Linked DNA regions of Mus musculus: region 2 is linked to region 1. A link is a contact called in public Hi-C data. All regions are on one chromosome and are shown on one strand. The core of a region is the stretch at or near the end of the contact, and the rest is flanking DNA. Distances in the headings are between cores, read along the strand shown. Region 1 overlaps Macrod2 (mono-ADP ribosylhydrolase 2). Region 2 overlaps Macrod2 (mono-ADP ribosylhydrolase 2).

Region 1 (3,139 bases), core at 378-2,877:
GTTTGCCTATGTGGATGCATGTGTATCACATGCCTGATGCCCACAGAGGCCAGAAGAGGATATTGAATCCCCAGGAACTGGAGTTACAGGAAATTGTGAGGTGCTATGTGGGTGTTGGCAATCAAAAGTTGGTTCAAGAGCCCTTAGCTGTTTAGTCATCTCAGACGCTTCAGAGTTATAACTTTGATTATTACCAAATTTGTAGGATTGAGACAGTGTCTATAACCCCTCAAGCAAGTCATTCTAGATCCTGGTGTCTTTAGTCTGCAACATCAAATTTTGGATTGAGTAATTTTAGGAATATTTAAATGACTACATTAGCTCATTGGAAAGTATCAAACTGATGCCTTTGCCTAATGTCAACAAAATGCCAAAGATTCTAATATGTTTTGTAAGGATGCATATATGCTGTGTCTATGTGTGTGTGTGTGTGTGAGAGAGAGAGAGAGAGAGAGAGAGAGAGAGAGAGAGAGAGAGAATGAGAATATAAGAACAAATCACAAATGTGGGTATGTTTCTATACATAATGAATATAGACTAAAATACAGCATAAATGGAGAAAGCTATCTCCACCCTGTGTTCACAACGTGCTTAATTTATCCTTAGCACATAAAGATGCCAGGTGTGATTAGTGTAAAATAAAACTCAGCAGTTTTTAGCAAGACAAGTGCCTCTCTAAACCACTCTCTGGGAAAAGGACTTAAGGGGGAGAAGGGGGAGGATAGAGACATACATTTTATTAGCTGTTCCCCCAACACCTCAGTCTATACCCTTCAGGAAATCTGTGTTAATTGAAGAGAAGTTGCTAAAATAATGTGCAGTTGGTGACATAGAAAGAGGCCAGCCTTTAAGGGATAGGAAGTCTCATCTCTAAGATGTTTTTCTCTATCCTATGTCAAAACCTACTCCTAGAAATAATGAGGGAGCAGAAGCCCGTTCTCCCCCTGAATTCTTTAGCAAAGCAGGGATAATGAGAGGACTTTTTAAGTGTCGTGGTGGGAGTGAGGCTAAGAATTTACTTTTCTAATAAAAGTCTTGTTGAAAAAGGCACAGAGTGCGGTAGATGAATTGCCACACATTAATTCTCCATATTAGAAAATAAAGAAAATCCTCTTTACCATTATCATTCAGCGCACAGGCACACTACCAAAGCTGACCAGGCAAGCGGATTTAGCAGAAAACACTATCATTATGTTCCAAAGTGGGCCACAAAGCACAAACCCCTCTCCCTCAAAAGCCTGTGAGAAAGATGGAGTGGAAACCTTCATCTAAGGAATAATTCTTTGCCACTTTTTCTCCCAGTGATATCACCAACCATTCAGAGGAGGGATAGAATCCATAATGGTCATCCCAATAGGTGTTGAATAGTGAAGGGTGGAGCCAGGAGGGGAGAAGGTGCTTCCCAGAAAAGGGTGGGAAGAGACCCTGAGGGCTACTGAGGAATAGACTCATGTGCAAATTGAGCTAGCTGACTGAGCTTCACTTGGGAGAATGGAGTAAGTGCAGAGGACCATTCATTGTCTTTTGCTCTCTTCTGGGATTAACTTGCTCTGTCTTGGGAAGAAAATTCTGACTAGAGACACTCCCTTGGGTGGGAACAGGAAGGGCTTCTCATGAGTAACCAAATGAGACAGTATTTCCTGAGTCCTCCCCTCTGAAGGTGGAGCTGCCACAGTGTCTAGACTAGTCAAGCAAGGCCTAAGGCTAATACTTTTGGTGAATCAGAGATTGCAAACAGATTCTCCTCCATGACTGGCATTTTAGAGGCCAGACAGGGAGTTGGAGACTCTAGATGAATTATAGATTCTCACCAGGAGGTCATCCATCCTGCTGATCCAAACCAGGAAAGATTAGAAAGAAGACTCTAACGCCGAGTTTTTTCTCCAGATTACACAGGGTGGCAGGAGAGAACCGACTTCCAAGAGTTGTCCTCTGAGCTCTACATGTCTGACATAAGACATAGACATACAGACTCAGACACACTCACATACACACACATACACACACACATATGAAGGCACACACACAAATGCAGGCACACACACACACATTACTACCACCACAGTATAACCACACATATACACACAAACATACACACACATGAACTAACACATATTGATACACATATTCACAAAGAAATTTATAATTTTTGAAGAAGAGGGTTCTTGCTACTATGTGTTGCCAAATGGTACTGTTTTACAGGGCCACATACTTCGTAACTCTGGGGGTACACTTCTTAGTGCTTCTATGATTATCTGTCTCTCTGTCATGACCATTTAAGAAAAATTTCCCCTTGTATTCTTGACTCTGTGAGTTTGGTAATGTTTGTTGATTTGCTGATATTTGGAGAGTGTAAGAAAGGGTAAAATGCAAATGGTGGGAGGGAAAGCTGGGTAGGAAGGAGGACCTGGTAGGCATGGTGAAACAGGGAGGGGCATGAGAATTGCTGCCCAGACTCTGACCCACTTTTACCCTTGGATACCTGTTCATGTTGGAAGCAACTATTTAAATAAACAAAGATCCCTTGGTGATAACTAGCTCAACATCTACATTACTTTACCTCCAGAGGAATAGTTTGAAATGAAGAAGGACAACATTTTTCAGTGGGTCTGAAGTGTGGCCTACACATCAGCCACGGGAACATTAGCTAGACATGCCAATCCACAGGTTGGACCCAAGCCTACCTAATCTGCCAACTGAGGGCAGGTAACAAACATCTCGGTGATTCAAAAATATGCCCAAGTCCCAAGGCAGCTTTGTTTAGGCAGACCAGGGAGAAAAAAGCCTAATAGGACAAATATATGAGATTTTTTTCAGAGTGGTTAGATAGGTTGCTTGCTGCTGAGGGTATAGGGTCTGGGCATAGAGATCATGAAAGAGTAGAAAGTAAGTAATTAGTGGGTTTTAAGTGTCTCTAAGGGAGGGTACAGAGCCAAATAAAGATAATCCTGGCTTGGACAAGACTGACTTGCCGGGACTTGTTTAGGAAATGCAAGCCTTGGTTTACCTGTTTATACTAAAGCAGGCTGTGCTGGCTGGGTTCTTTGTTCTCTTACCCATGTCTGAAGCAAACAGGACATGCAGATGAACTTCTAAAAAGGATGTGGGGGATGGGGTTCTGCATCCCTTCCTTTTATTT
Region 2 (3,139 bases), core at 276-2,775, 140 kb before region 1:
GAACCCCGTGGAACAGGTAAGTCCTGGAGGACTCGGAGTCGCAATAAATACATTTTTTCGCTGTGAGATGGATATAAAACTTCAGGATCCAGCAGCAAAATGTTATAATTTGAATTTTAAATGTCTCCTAAGACCCACGTGCTAACAGGTTGGTCCCTCGGGTGGCACTACCGGCTTCGAGTAGAACCTTCATGAGGTAGGATAAAGAAAAAGGCTGTGTGATCCTATCTCCTCCTTTTCTGCTTTTTTGCTTCCTGTCTCCTGAGTTGAAGAGTTTGCATTTCCACTGGGATGTATTGTTTCACCAAAGGCAAAGCTAGAGGGCTGATTGTGAAATGGCACTTCCAAAGTAATTTTTTTCTCATTAAGTTAATTATCTTGGCTATTTCATTACAGTATTGGAAAGCCAAATAACACGAAAAATATTAATGTAGTTAATGACTACCACATTTGTTTGGGGAGGCAGTAATAGTTCTAGAGCTAAGAGTTAACTAGAACATGAATGAACTTGATGTCATATAACCTAACACTTGGTTAAAAACTCTACAAGTGGTTAAAATGGGAAATTGATTAGCTACACACATATATAAAAACATACTTTACATATGAATAAACATATCCATACCATGTTATTTTTAAATATAAGAGCACAGTGTTTGTGGTCAAATGTATAAATTCTAGTCTGAGAGTTTTCACTTCTTGATTTTATGATCTCAATAACTTTTTTTCCCTCTCAATTAAAAGAAAAAGAGAGCTGATCAGCCTTCATCGTAGGAGACTGATAAGAAATCAAAACATAAAATTGTAATCTGTCATCGAGACAATCAAAGATGAGAACCTGATAAACAGTAAGTACAGTCACAGCCTATGTAAGTTACAGGATTCTGGCTCTAGTGGGTAAAATATCTATTTGTTGAAGGCCCTTTAAAAGTAACTCACTACCCACTTATATTCTTTGTTACTACTTCTATTTATTTCTAAATGCACTTACAGTAGGAGCCTTTCCTAGTCCTCAAAAGGACTCACCTCTAGAGTACGTCTACCTTCTCTCTGCTCTATTCGGGGCCAGATGTAGCTTTATAAATCCTTAATACCTTATGCCTAAACCCAGCTCTCTACTTTTACATTTCTGAAATTCTCTTAGAGCCACTAGAGAGTGATGCAGAAGATATGGTTTCTCAATTCACAGGCAAGAGAATCCTACCACCATACCTCAACAACAAGAGAGCAAGTGAGCCAACATGACAAAAATCTCTCAGTCATATCCCCGATTTTACTGATGCTGTCTGAGAGCCAAGGATGGCTTAGGAACATTGTATGTGAGGTTTTAATGGCTTCTAACTCGGGCCCTATTTGAAATGCATTGTCCTTTACCTCTCTTTCTCTTATGTTAAGTATTAGAAATGAATACTTGTGCCCTTCCCCCCAGCCTTGAGCAGGCTGGCTCAGACCTTGTTTGCCACAGTTGCTAGCTCAGCTATGGTGGAGTCTTCTGTAAAGTCTTTTGTCTGCCACATCTGCAGCTTCCTGCAAGAAACCACCTGCTGAGCAGCTGAGCTTGTTTTCCTGAAGAGATCCTGACAGAGTAGGGGCTGGGTTTCTCTCCCTTTTGAGAATTAAAGTTGAGCCTTGATCAGAGAACTTTGTCTTGGCTCATTAATTCTCTCAACGTCCTTTCCATCCATCCCCAGCTTTCTTTTCAGGAACTCAGTAACCTGTGGGCCACTGGCGGCTACAAATTCTGATAAAGAAGCTAACTCTTGAGGTTTCAAAGGCTAGGCTTAGATAGGGTGTGGTGATTTGAAAGGGAATTGCCTTCACAGGCTCATATATTTGAACACTTGGTCTCCAGTTAGTAGAACTGTTCGGTAAGGATTCAAATGTGTGGCCTTATTGTAAGAGGTATGCCACTGGAACTAGACTTTGAGGTTTCAAAAGCTCACTCTGAGCCCAATGTCTGTCTTTCTGTCTGTCTCTGTCCCCGCCCCACCCCTCACCCCCAATATAAAGCTCTCAGTGACTGAGTATTATATCTGTTCATCCATAAGTGTGGATAAGTGTAACCCTCTGAAACTCTGAGCAAGCCTGAACTAAATGCCTTCTTTTAGAATAGTTATGTTGTCCCCTCAAAGCCATAGAACAGTAACTAAGACATGGGGGCTGGACTTTAGCTGAGAACTGGTTTTTGACAATACATGGGCTGCTAGAGCTGGCTAGAAACTATTTTATAGGGTCTAGTCTTTCCTTACTAGCAAAGGCATGATCTTTCTTAATGATCACTGAAGACTGCATAAGTGTTTCTTCTGAAAAAAAAAAAAAACCTGCAGTGAAAACAATGCATGTTATGATATCCACCTAACTTTTACAGCCTCTCTCAAAGTATAGCAGGGAATGGAGTTGAGAGACTGGAAGAGAAAAGTCCTCCAATCTCAATGATATAATATTCCTACAATTGAATCTTGGAACAGTTCATAATTATTTGATGCCTGCTTTCATCGTTGAATTCCTTTGTCATGTTTTAAAACAGCATATAAACAAAAATATTCAAGCGATGGAATACAGTCCCTCAGAGTTAAAACTGCCTATGATGTGAGAGGTTGGATGTGGCATAGATGCATAAATAAACAAATGACGTTGACAAATGTAATCTGTGACGATTTCTCAAAACTGTGGGGTAGGCATACGTAGCTCATGGAGCCACTGTGAATCCATTGAATAAGAAATGTACGGCTGAACACAGTGTCTGACACATCATAAGCCCTTAGTAAGTGGTGATTAGTATTAAAACAATAGAAGCAACTCCTAAAGCCAATCAAGTTTGACTGTTGGTTCCATGCACAGAACTGGCTTTCAGCTTTAAGGAGGTAAAGCTTTCACTCAGACACAGCTGGAAGCTATGGGAACAAGCATGAGGCCATATTTTCAGGGTACATGTATCCTGTTTATATTCTTCTTCTGTATGCACTGGATCACTGGCAAAAAGATACTACTGCATTGTTGTATGTTTTATGTTGATATGGGAAAAAATAGCTTATCAGACGGAAGAAACGTACTGTGAGGATGATGGAGTCTGTTCCTATAACTTAGGTCTTTACCCTAAGTCTTCATTATCTTCTCTCAGCTTGTCCCAGTAATCATC

The links. A called contact is a pair of places that touch in the nucleus more often than the background predicts.
Region 2: a contact with region 1 is called in a Hi-C map of embryonic stem cells, with 1.7 times the contacts expected there. The contact joins two enhancer-like sites. A contact is called at or near these places in 1 of 39 promoter capture datasets (the 3T3-L1 cell line) and 3 of 484 Hi-C or Micro-C datasets (the 3T3-L1 cell line, embryonic stem cells and epidermal suprabasal cells).

Annotation. Positions count from the first base shown.
Region 1 is chr2:141,265,264-141,268,402 of GRCm38.p6, reverse strand. All of the region lies in intron 5 of Macrod2 (mono-ADP ribosylhydrolase 2), which reads right to left. Among named protein-coding and RNA genes, the nearest start is that of Gm25583, 370 kb to the left of the region's middle. Within about 2 kb of position 1,627, at least 20 of the 459 cell types and tissues checked have an H3K27ac peak or open chromatin away from gene starts, as enhancers often do. A contact at or near this core is called in embryonic stem cells, where this site is marked.
Region 2 is chr2:141,407,322-141,410,460 of GRCm38.p6, reverse strand. All of the region lies in intron 5 of Macrod2 (mono-ADP ribosylhydrolase 2), which reads right to left. Among named protein-coding and RNA genes, the nearest start is that of Gm25583, 230 kb to the left of the region's middle. Within about 2 kb of position 1,525, at least 15 of the 459 cell types and tissues checked have an H3K27ac peak or open chromatin away from gene starts, as enhancers often do. A contact at or near this core is called in embryonic stem cells, where this site is marked.